Linked DNA regions of Anser cygnoides: region 2 is linked to region 1. The links are chromatin contacts, called in public Hi-C maps. All regions are on one chromosome and are shown on one strand. The core of a region is the stretch at or near the end of the contact, and the rest is flanking DNA. Distances in the headings are between cores, read along the strand shown.

Region 1 (5,441 bases), core at 936-3,435:
TGTCAAAATAATGCTGGTAGATCATCTGTGGGAAGACGTAATGCCTTCAAAGTGGGTAGCTTGTTCTGCACTTGCAGGAGTGCCCCTGGCAAGATGGACCAGTGCTTTCATATAGGAAATTCTTACAGATAAGGAATTCTGTCTCCGCAGGTCAGAGTACTCACAAAAGGATAATGTTTCAGTATTTGCTGAGCACTCGCATTACTTGTACCTGCAAAATTACCACTTCCAGCAGCAAAACTTAAAGCACCTGGGTTTTGAAACGGAGTTCTCCTATCTGGCCTTTTTTGAGATTAATCTAATCTTCAGTTTTGAGAGATAGCACGGTTTACCCATGGCTTAGCTGACTGCAGTCACAGTTACTGCAGTTCAAGGAGTCACAAAAGACCCCTGGCACGCTCATTTCTCCCAGCTGTGCTTCTCATATAAAAAAGAAATAGGGAACAGTTAGCAGCCATTACAGCAATTTAAATCATCCAAAAGTTGCAGTATATTGAAGGCCTCCTGTAGCTAAATGTCAGCTTTGTTTTATGTCACTGGTGTAATGCATATCAGCTATACTGTAGCAAAGTCTCTTCTGCTTCCTTTCACCAGATATAAAACATACCTGATAAGCTCTTCAAGAGAAAATGTTAAGGGTCTATTTTTCTTCAGCAGAATTCTGTTAACATTTGGCATAATATAGCCTTAATTTTTCTTAAAGCAGCAAGCCATTAACAGATTCATTTCTCTTTGCTTAGACCATGCTAGATCAGTTTTCATATTGGCCAAGATGAACTAATTATGCTAGAAAATGTGATATTCCAGCTCCTATTAATGGGACTATCAACCACAAAGGACTAATTGCAAGTATGCTTTAGAGAGTAAGAAACATATTTAAGGATGGTGAGATTTTACTAGTCTAACAGCCTCAATCAAGTTCAGCCTTTTGGGCTTCTTCTAGATGGTTTTTGTCTCTTTGGACTGAAAGAGAGCTTCAGCAGTATTTCTTTGCAATTATTCTACTTGTACAATGTTGGACGGATGGATTAAATGAAACTTTTCCAAACTACAGTCTGTTGACTAAGAAGTCCTCCAAACACATTTATTTGTAATAATTCTTACATTTACAAGGTTCTTAAAGGGAGGTGCAGTGAACACACTAATAAGCAGTCAGCATCTTAAGAGCAGGTAAACCTTTTCCAGGAGGAATTTTAGTACTTGTGGGAGAAAGGTACTGTCTACTCTACTTGGACTTGAGCCAGGCAGACAGCGTGCAAACTCAGACAGCTCTATTAATGAATGTCATTCTTGATTTGATAAGATGAGGCTACGTGCAAGCATGGTTTTCATGCTGCCCTCTAATAAACCTAAAGCAGTGCAGGTGGCTTTTTTTTTTTTTCCTTCTTATTTCTTCCTGGGATTAAGCTTTGCTGTTAAAGAAAGCAAACAAGAGCTAAGATCAAAGTATCCTAATTTCTGTAGTCCACTCTCTAGGACCTCCCTGCCAGAATGCAGTTTCCTTGCACTGAGGTAGTAAAATTGCCGTGTTCTGAGTCAGCAGAACCTACTTATTCCCTTCCCATCAGGATCAACACCTGTTTACAGGGTAGGATGATGTTTCAGGCAAATACTGCCAGCCTGCCACAGAGATCTAAAATTAGAGTACCAGGGAATTGCTAAATGTTATGAATGGTGTGGTTTACGAAGCTCACAAAAGGATGAGGACAGTAACTAACATTTGCTTCTGATCTAATCCAGGATTTGAACTTAGCTCTCAGAGGTTAAAGAACATCATACTAAGCTCTTGCACCATCTAGCCTTTGTTATGGATGCCTAATAAATAGATCTGGCATTGTGTAATCTGTGTTTGTTGTTAATGGTTACCCTGTATTTAAATATTAACAGCATTGATAAGGTATTTTCTAAAATGGTGCTGGGGTACTCGAAGCTTTGAGACAATCTGTAACATGCACTTTAAGTGTTCTTTTTTGGGGAGGGGTTGGGGTGAGAAGGGAAGACCAGTGTGATTTGCATCACGAATCAATAAACCACAAGCCATACCAGACCAGGAAAACAAACAAAAAAACAAACAAACAAAACCATCATGGTCTTAGGGAAATTGTTCTCTTGTCCTGGCCTTAATGACTGCCCTTGCAGAGAACAGAATTACTTTACAGTAATACTCACAACAAATAAATACCAAGAAAAGTGTCAGATAAGGCAAATATACTTAATTCCAGATAACTCTATTTGGAGATGAACTGGACTCACGGCAAACAGCTTCCACAGTGCAAAGAGCTGCCTTTGTCTTTACCTGGTTGTGAGCAACATATTCAGGATCATGAACCTGTGGTACTACACACTTCTTCCTAGCTGACGTGTCTGTGTCCTGGTGGCCATAAGGTCATTTACTCTTCCCATATTTGACTTTCATGTCAGGAGGAATCATGAGATTCCCGTCAGGTAACTGCTGACTGAGGAGACTGCCCTTGTGTGTTCAAAGTCTGGTAACTAATTTTTTAAAAACTGAGATAGCCTACTTTAATGTAAATAAAACCATTCCTCAGATGCCAGCACATAAAGGTGTGTAAGTAATCACTACTACAACAGGGCATGTAGAGGTTTCTCTTTGTATTTGAGAAGATGTTATTTCTACTGATTTGGCAAGTTAACAGGTATTTTGGATATGTTTGAGCTGATGAAAAATCAGGCCTAGAATGGAAGAATTAGTCGGATAAAAAGTTGCCTTTATGACTTACACCAGTCTTTTTCTGCAGTACCTGAAAGCCTGAAGACTACTTGTCTCAACAGTGTAGTGACTCTCCAGAAAGTGTGCTTGGAGGAGCCACTTGGGCTTGAGACCTTACAAAAACTCCTTGGGTGATGAGTGCATGCTAAAGCATATGGAAGTATCCCACAAGATTAAGTGGACATCTCCACTGCATGACTACTGCAACACATGTAAAGGAAGGAAAAGCAATCATCTCCATGGCAAAGAAAAAGAGCAATCCTAAACCAGGTGGTGGTCAAGTGATATTTTCTGGAGAGTTATATTAGAATTGTCTGGGGGAGGAAAAAGAGAAAACCAGCCAGAGCTAAGAATATAAGATATAGCTAGCAACCATGGCAACTCTAATATTTAACTACATAATCCAGGGTCATTATCTAGTAATAGCAATATAACAAGTGCTCAAAATAACCAGCCATCCCATCCCTTTCACCCAAACTTAGATACCCAAAAACATCTGTTATGGAAATACATGTGTGTTTCTGGAACATAAATTAAATAACATTCTGTGACCTAAATGTAGTGTGTTCTCGCTCCCACACCCTTTTCTTTCTTTTCGATCGTGTCTCCCATTCCAGACTGATTTTGTCCCTTCTAATACATATTGCTGGCATAAATGGCATAACTGGGAAGAGTTTGAGTGAAGACTGCAACCAGAGCTATGATGATTTATATTAGCAAAAAAAATCTACCCGATGTTCTCTTAAATTCCTTCAATTTCTTGCTTCCTTTTATTTGTCTTTTTCCTAACTTTTTTCCCTTCTCATTTGCTTTGCCCCATGAGTTTCTCTTTTTATGAACATACAACTTCCCCTTCTCTTTTACATTTCCCATTTCCATGTAAAATAGTTGTCATCTTCCCTCCCACTCAACCTAGTACACTCTCTTGCAAGCTGCATTGCACACAACAGAAAGGGACAAATAAGCTCTGTTCTTGCTCTGAAGAAAAGCAACCTCTGTCATTTCACGCCACTGATTTTCCATACTCCAGCCATACATAATTTACACACCACAGTGTGAGACAAGTTAAACTAAGAAGAACTGAAAACCTTTGAAATTTTTAAAAAGAGTAAATATTTTTTGACTATTTTATAACAATGTTATTCACCTTTCTAGTTCTTAAGGACTCCTCCTTTAGAAATACACCTGTGTTTATTACTTCATATATATAAGGTTAAATTGAACTTTGCAGGTGGGAAAAAAATTGTATGAAGCAAAATGAATACTATTCTTTTTTACTATTATTTTCTCTTGTTTGTTTTGCTAAACATGTCCAATACTTCTATAGATATTTATTTCAGGTTAACTTAAAATAATTTATTTCCCCTAGCTACCGAATTTTTCTCCATTTTTAGTCAATTTTCGGCTTTGTTCCTGATAATCATCATCTTCAATATTCTGTGTGCCCAGTGTACTACACTGTACCACAGGTGCAGATGTACCTGTGTATCTGTACCACAGGTGCAGATGCTGCAGATGCTGCCAGGTGGGACTTGACATTTGAATTTCAAAGGTGCGTTGACTTGTGGGGAAGAAGTTCAAAACACTGGCAGGGCTATCATCCAACAGCACTTCTTGTTGTCTTTGGTAAAAATGTAAGCCGAAGAACACTGCACAAATTACTTGTTCACATTAAAAAGCACAAAACTCTACTTCTGTCCATTTTATCAAATTAATATTTAAAAGAAATAGACAACAGTAACAGATAGCAGATCTGTTAGGCAATTGTGCATCTGCATTTCCATACCATTAAATTTAAGTAGATCAAGACACCTGTAACAGTTCCTAATCTGCTCAAATTTCAGAAAGCTGCAGACAACTCCACATTTTCACTTTGATTATAACTGCTTTTGAGTCTAAAAGCTGTGCATCACAACAAACTTCTTTTAGAAAAGACAAATCATCTTCCTCTCTTGAGAGAGAGAAATAGTCAATATGCATCTCACCCCAGATGTCATGATCCACTCTCCACCTCTTTAATTCAGCATATGCTAACCCATAAACTTCTTTTAACTTTCAAAGTGTTACTGTTGAGTATGTTTTTAGATAGAAGTAAGTGATCGTTAGACCAAAAACCTCATTTATGTTTTGCTTACTTCTACACCTCCACACTTGTACCTCCTTTCTACCTAGTTTTATACAAAAATCAAGATAAATTTATTTAGGTCATGTATGCTTACATGTGTGTAGAGGTCTATGTGTCCTAGTAACTTTCTAATCCACTTTCTGATTTTAACCAAACTTTACAGGGCGAAGAAATCCCAGTTTCTGGAAGGTTTAAAACAAACAATCCTCTCTGCTACAGAAAAAACCTACTGCAACAGAAAAGACAGACACCCCAAAGAGGGAAGGCAGTATGATGAGCCCTCCTCCAAAACACTACAAAATAGACAATCTACCTGAAGGGAGGGACTTCACAGATAATTCCCTGGAGAAAGAAGTTTCAGTTGGCAGTTGCAGCTTTTTAAACCTCAAAATCAAATAACCACAATGCACCAATCTTTAGAAAAGTAAGCATCTTCAATTCTAGTGCTTGTAGGACTACTTCTGATTAAAGGATCTGGGAGGTCATGACAGGTGATGCACTGACACCTTTCATGTCTAGGCACTTCACAGCTACACAGCACATGAACATCTAAGCCACAAATATGTAACGAGGAGGCACGTAACA
Region 2 (5,686 bases), core at 410-2,909, 72 kb before region 1:
AAAAAAAGATTGATGATTTTAAAGCTTGGGTAAAGCTTAAGTAAAGCTTATGTAAACATCTTAGGTAAAGCTTAGATAAATCTCTCTTTCTGTAGCAGAGAACTGCACACTAGTTGATCACTTCTCTATCTGAAATGTTGTCCATTCCTCATTTTATCACACATTCAGCTCCAGTCTTCACTTATGTTGCTTAGGGGCATACCTATGCACTGAGCATGGACACATGCAACTTCTTTTCTCGTGCTTTTCTGCAGCAGTACCTCCCAGATTTGCCGCAGTTTTTTTCTCCACGTACCTGTTCAACCTCTCTTTCAACCTATGTAATATTTTAGCACCTAAACATATCTTTGTGCATGAAGTCCAAGCCATCCATTAAGTGAAGCCCCACCTCTTGTTCGGTTTGAACCAGGCTCCTGCTAGCTTCATTTAATGGTCCACAGAGGAGACGTTGAACCGTTGGTCCCTCTCTGCCCTCCCCTTCTGGTCACAACCCTGCAGGGCCTCTGTCACATCTCCCACATCACCTATGGACCTTCTCACCAAGTCCTCGTGCAGGAACCATTCCCATTTTTGATCCTCACAAGCAAGGCTCAGGGATAATGGGTCAATTTATGCTATTCTCTGTCAATTAGCTCTTAATTGCAGTTTGTATTCTCTGGGGCCCCTCAACTATTTGCCTTAATTTTCAGATGATTAAATTGAATGTCCTTGTCACAGTGGTGACATTGATTGTTCAAGGAAAACCAATAGAGCTAAGCAGCGACATCCCCTGACTCCTCTCCAGTCTCCCAAGAAGCTGCAGGAATCCTCAGTCTCTCCCTATCAATACAGCAAAGATTTTACATAACAAAACCACAGAACATTTCAGAAACTTGCTTGTTCTGAATCGTGATTCCTCAGCTCAGCAAGCATAGACAACAAGCCACAGACAGATTACTTTTCATGGGTTATTCCATTTTCCGTCCTCATTTCTAACCATTGAATTTCTCACACATATGAAAAACTGTAGAAATAGCCCATGTCCTGGACCCTTTTTTAGAAACTGTAACACCTCCTGACGTTATGACACTTAGCAAGGCCTTGGGAATGCCATTTTCACCTGACCAGGCCAGGACAGAAGACTGTCAGCGGTGGGAGGCCTCAGGGACACCCTCTGCAGATGCTGCCCAACCCTCCAAATGGGGGATGAGACACCTCAGCTGAAGCATAAGCAGAAAAGAAGGCCTCTAAACTAAACTAAACTGAACAAAAGCCTGTGGACACCCTTCTTAGAGGGCAGCCCTCCCTTCAGTGGGTCAGCATGACAGGGGTCCATCTGTTGCTCTGTCAGGCCTACAGGCATTCATTCCTTCAGCACCCAGCAGGACACAGTGCCAGAGTTCATTGAACGCGTGTGTTGCTGGTAACAGGCAGGGCCCAACCCAAATAACAACACGATCCTGATTTTGCCAAAAGTTCAGAGTTTAACCTCACACAGACTGATTTGCTGAGCTTTTCTCATCTGTTTGTTTCAACTGCTATGTAAAATTTTTACCTGTTCATACTGAAACCACACAGGCCTGATAAAGGAAATAATGTACTGGAAACAATATGTCACACAGATATAACACTGAAATCAGCACCTAAATGACCAAAATCCTTGCAGTTGATTTGAGAGTATGTGAAGACAGTATAGCAGAGGCTTAGATCATACTTTGTACTAAAAATGACTCTCAAGTGATGGCTGAAAATGTTGGTGTAGTCAAGCAGGAGAATAAAGAAAGCTATTAATAGCAAAAAGGCATCTGTCCAGAAGTAGAAGCCATGTCCAAACAAGGAAAATAGAAAAGTACATTAATGCTAGCTAAAGATAAAGCCATATTAAAAATACACCGCAGACAAGTTTTTTGAACTTTCTTCAAATTTCTCAGACGTAGAAAATCAACCAGTCTGTAGAACCCGAAAATGAAATAGGTGCAAGAAAAAGAAATTTACACGAGAAATTTAAAGCCATAGCAGAAATGCTAAATCAATGCTTTACTTCTATTTCTATCATGGGGAAGAACATGGAGTTGCCTGTTTTGGCACCTAGCCATACAATCAACTGGAGAATCTGCTAAATAGAAGCGTCAGTAGAAGAAATGTAGAACAAATAGATAAAATAAATAGTAATAATTCATGAGGACCAAATGGTTTTCATTCATTAATTCTTAAGTATCTCAAATATTAATTCTAGAAGTAGTTAGGTGTGATGTCTCCTATGGCATGAGCACTCAGAGAAAAGGAAAGTGATACCAACTTCTGAAAAGAGCTATGGAAGGATCTATGGAGCAGCTGTTTAGTAATTCTGCTGCCCGTAGAGACCAGACTGATTAAGATTATAACAGGGGAAGAATTAAAAGACACATCAGTGTAACAATGAGAAGGGTCAATATGATCACAGGAGGGAAGTCACAAACCTATTAAAGTTCCCTGAAGGGATCACCAAGCATGTGGCCATGAGTGAACCATGTTAGGGTTTCTAAAATGGGCTTGTATAATACTACCTGAACAAAGCTCTTTGTGAAATATAGGTCCTGTTATGGATTAATAATAGGTTAAGAGATGGGAAATAAAAGGCAGGAATAAATGATTAGCCTTCAACCTATACAGGAAGCTACCACATGGGTCCAGTAATGATCTCTGTGTAGAACATGGTCATAAATTATGTGAAAAAGAAAGTGAACTATACAATAAAGATTGCTGATGGTAATAATCCAGCACAGTAAAAGAATAAAATGCACTGTGAAGAGTTGCAGGAGGAGACTGAGCAGCTGGATGGTAAAATAGGCAGATTAAATTCAAAGTTGTTAAAGCACAGTGATCCATATAGGGAAAAACAACCTTATTTAGACATGCACACTAATGAGTTTTAAACTACCTGTCTATGAATAAGAAACAAAAAAATCAAGAGCCATAGTGAATAAGTTTTTTGGAAATAGATCACTTCTGGTCAAAGAAAAAAAAATATTAGCAAAGATTAGGAATAGAGAATAAAACAGAAAGCATTCTTTACCAGTATATAAATACATCTCTTAAACAAGGCATGCAGTTCTGCTCACTATATCTAAAAATGGATATAGCAGAACTTAAGAGAGAAAGACAAAGACAAAGAGAAAACAGAACAAGGCTTTAGAGAATTACTCATCATGGAAAAAAGAGGTAACAGGTCAGTGCTGTACAAAATTCTGCGCAGTAAGGAAAATGTGAATAGAATTGTTATTCACCGTTTTTCACAACACCAACACTTAAAAGCATCGAAAGAATTGGTCAGGTAAAAAAACATAAAAACAAAATAATTAGAATGATCTTTTCTGCATCCTTAAAATGTGTCACTCGCCAGCATGTGAAATGTACTTTTTCTCAAAAAGGAAAAAAAAAAAAAAGCCACTAGGCCATTAAAGAGAAAAATCCAATGCAATCTTGGGCTTAGGAAGCCCATAACCTGTGGATCACCAGGAGGAAATGCCAGGTGAAGAATATCACTGTATTTGTCCAAAGTGCATTAGCCACTCTCACCAAGTGCCTACAGAGCCAGGTGGACCTGTGTACAGACAGCATGACTGTTTCTACACTATAAATACTGAAAAAGAAGTCAATCAAACTGCAGGAACAAATTTGCACAATATGGTAGAAGTCAGCTGCATCCCAGCTTTACCAACTCATGAACAAGTTTACCCAAACTATACCTAATCTGTACCTGTTTACCCCTAAAATGAATTTGCCAATACCATTTCCTGGAGATAGTGTTTCTTGTGAATTCCTTACTTGTCATGATTGCTGTGGGTTGGAAATCATACTCTCATATATCCATTTCTATCTGCAACCTAAATACTAGCAAATGAAAACAGAACCAAGAGAAACTCAGATATAAAATAACTGCAAATCTGCCAAGTAGGATGCCAAGAGCCTCATAAGAAGTACCTGTATTTCCTTCTTCATGGTCCTCCTTTTTCTTCAGCAGTCAATTTTTTTTTGCCTATAATCAAAATGCACATATGTCGTTCTTTCAGAAAACCTAGCTAATTTGAATTTTATTTGCTGACTAAAAGCTTTTTCAGGCTTTATGTAGTATACCCAAAATAAATTAGATGGTAGGTAGTTTCAAAAAAGTGGGATGAAAAAACATTACAAGAAAAAACTTTTTTGAAAGGCCAAGAATTTATCCCTTGTCTTCCATGATCCTGAAGAACTTTCTGAAAGATACTATGTGCTGACTGCAGTCCCATATACTATACAACAGTAATTTGTAAGGTCTTTCACATCAAGTCAGTTCTCAGAAATGACTGCAAGAGTCAGAACAGACCATGAAGATCTCTCATTAATATAGAGATGCAGATACTACAGTTCAATAAAGAACATGAATTTTAATTAATTAATTTATTTATTTTTAAAAAGACATAGTTTAGCATGAGTTTGGTATTTTGGATAAGACATGATTCTGCACAGGCATGTTAAAATGTGTGTCTGTGTTCAATAAGCTGAATTATTGTTCTTAACTGTTACCAAAAAAACAAACAAACAAAAAGTAAGTCTTTAGATTAAAATGTTGAAATATTTCACTTGGCGCACAATCTTACTGGGGGAATAACTTCAAATTAAAGATTTAATTAGTGTGGTGCTTGGTAACATTAGTAAATTATCTTTTGTGGTTATAATCCTGGAAAGCATAATGTTAATGTAGCTGAGACATCCCAAACTCTATAAATAAAATATGGAAAGGAACCAAATTACTATATTGAAAATCAGAGGAACATTCACTTTAATGCGTTACAGCCTGAGCTTTAAATAACATTTATGACAGTTTGTAAAATTTATTACCAAAGTAGTTATTTGCATTAGCAGATTCCTAGATCTAATCATTCTCCAGTCTTCCGTTCTCACTGTCCTGTGTTTTCACAAATTTCAGCTGAAATGATTCATGGTTTCATAAAGGTCGGAACATCGATTACAGACTGTTAAAACTGATTCTCAGGTAGCTGATGATCACCATGCTAGACTCATTTCATTATAGGAACTCATTACATTTTCCCCTCTTCCTTTATTTTTAGAATCAATTGTCTGAAATATACAGAGGATGCAGAAAGTATTTACTCCTTAGGACTCATAGGAATAGTTTATAATTACCCGAGTGACTAAGACCTTTTTTTTAAAAACAGTCAAATTTACTGAGCGTGAATGCATTTTGTGACAATGCATAATATGGAACAGTGCATTGTTAAACCACAAGTCACAAAACAATAGGGTTCGTAGATTAACTGGGCCACAGGTAGAAAAACAGAAAAAGTCAAAGAAGGATCTAGGTGAGATGAGCTCTAAATACAAGACAATAGCTGGTTTTATGCCAAGAGCACAAACTGCAGGGAGAATAACATTGTTGACTGAAGGACATCAAATCAGGGTTCTGGGAAGCTTTGCACTAATCCTGTGTTGTAATGACAGCTTAAAAATTTGGTACTTTGATGAGTTCTGAGATTGACTTAAACCTCTTTAATTTGGCTTGCTGGTATTTAATCTTTTAACTTTGCATTCTTAATCAAAACTCAAAGCAGATCTTTAATCTTGTATGTAAAAAATGGAAGATTAGAGGCCTCTGACCTGCCTCTGGGAGACAGCTGTTTGCTTCCCCTTCTCATTCTCACTGTCACAGCAAGTGAGAGCCATTTCA

What was found. A called contact is a pair of places that touch in the nucleus more often than the background predicts.
Region 2: a contact with region 1 is called in a Hi-C map of liver, with 3 times the contacts expected there. The contact joins two enhancer-like sites. A contact is called at or near these places in 2 of 7 Hi-C or Micro-C datasets (both in liver).

The regions. Positions count from the first base shown.
Region 1 is chr1:112,023,050-112,028,490 of Taihu_goose_T2T_genome, reverse strand. All of the region lies in intron 4 of MAP3K7CL (MAP3K7 C-terminal like), which reads right to left. Among named protein-coding and RNA genes, the nearest start is that of BACH1, 26 kb to the left of the region's middle. Within about 2 kb of position 2,185, at least 2 of the 3 cell types and tissues checked have open chromatin away from gene starts, as enhancers often do. A contact at or near this core is called in liver, where this site is marked.
Region 2 is chr1:112,094,149-112,099,834 of Taihu_goose_T2T_genome, reverse strand. No RefSeq gene overlaps it. Among named protein-coding and RNA genes, the nearest start is that of BACH1, 46 kb to the right of the region's middle. Within about 2 kb of position 1,659, at least 1 of the 3 cell types and tissues checked has open chromatin away from gene starts, as enhancers often do. A contact at or near this core is called in liver, where this site is marked.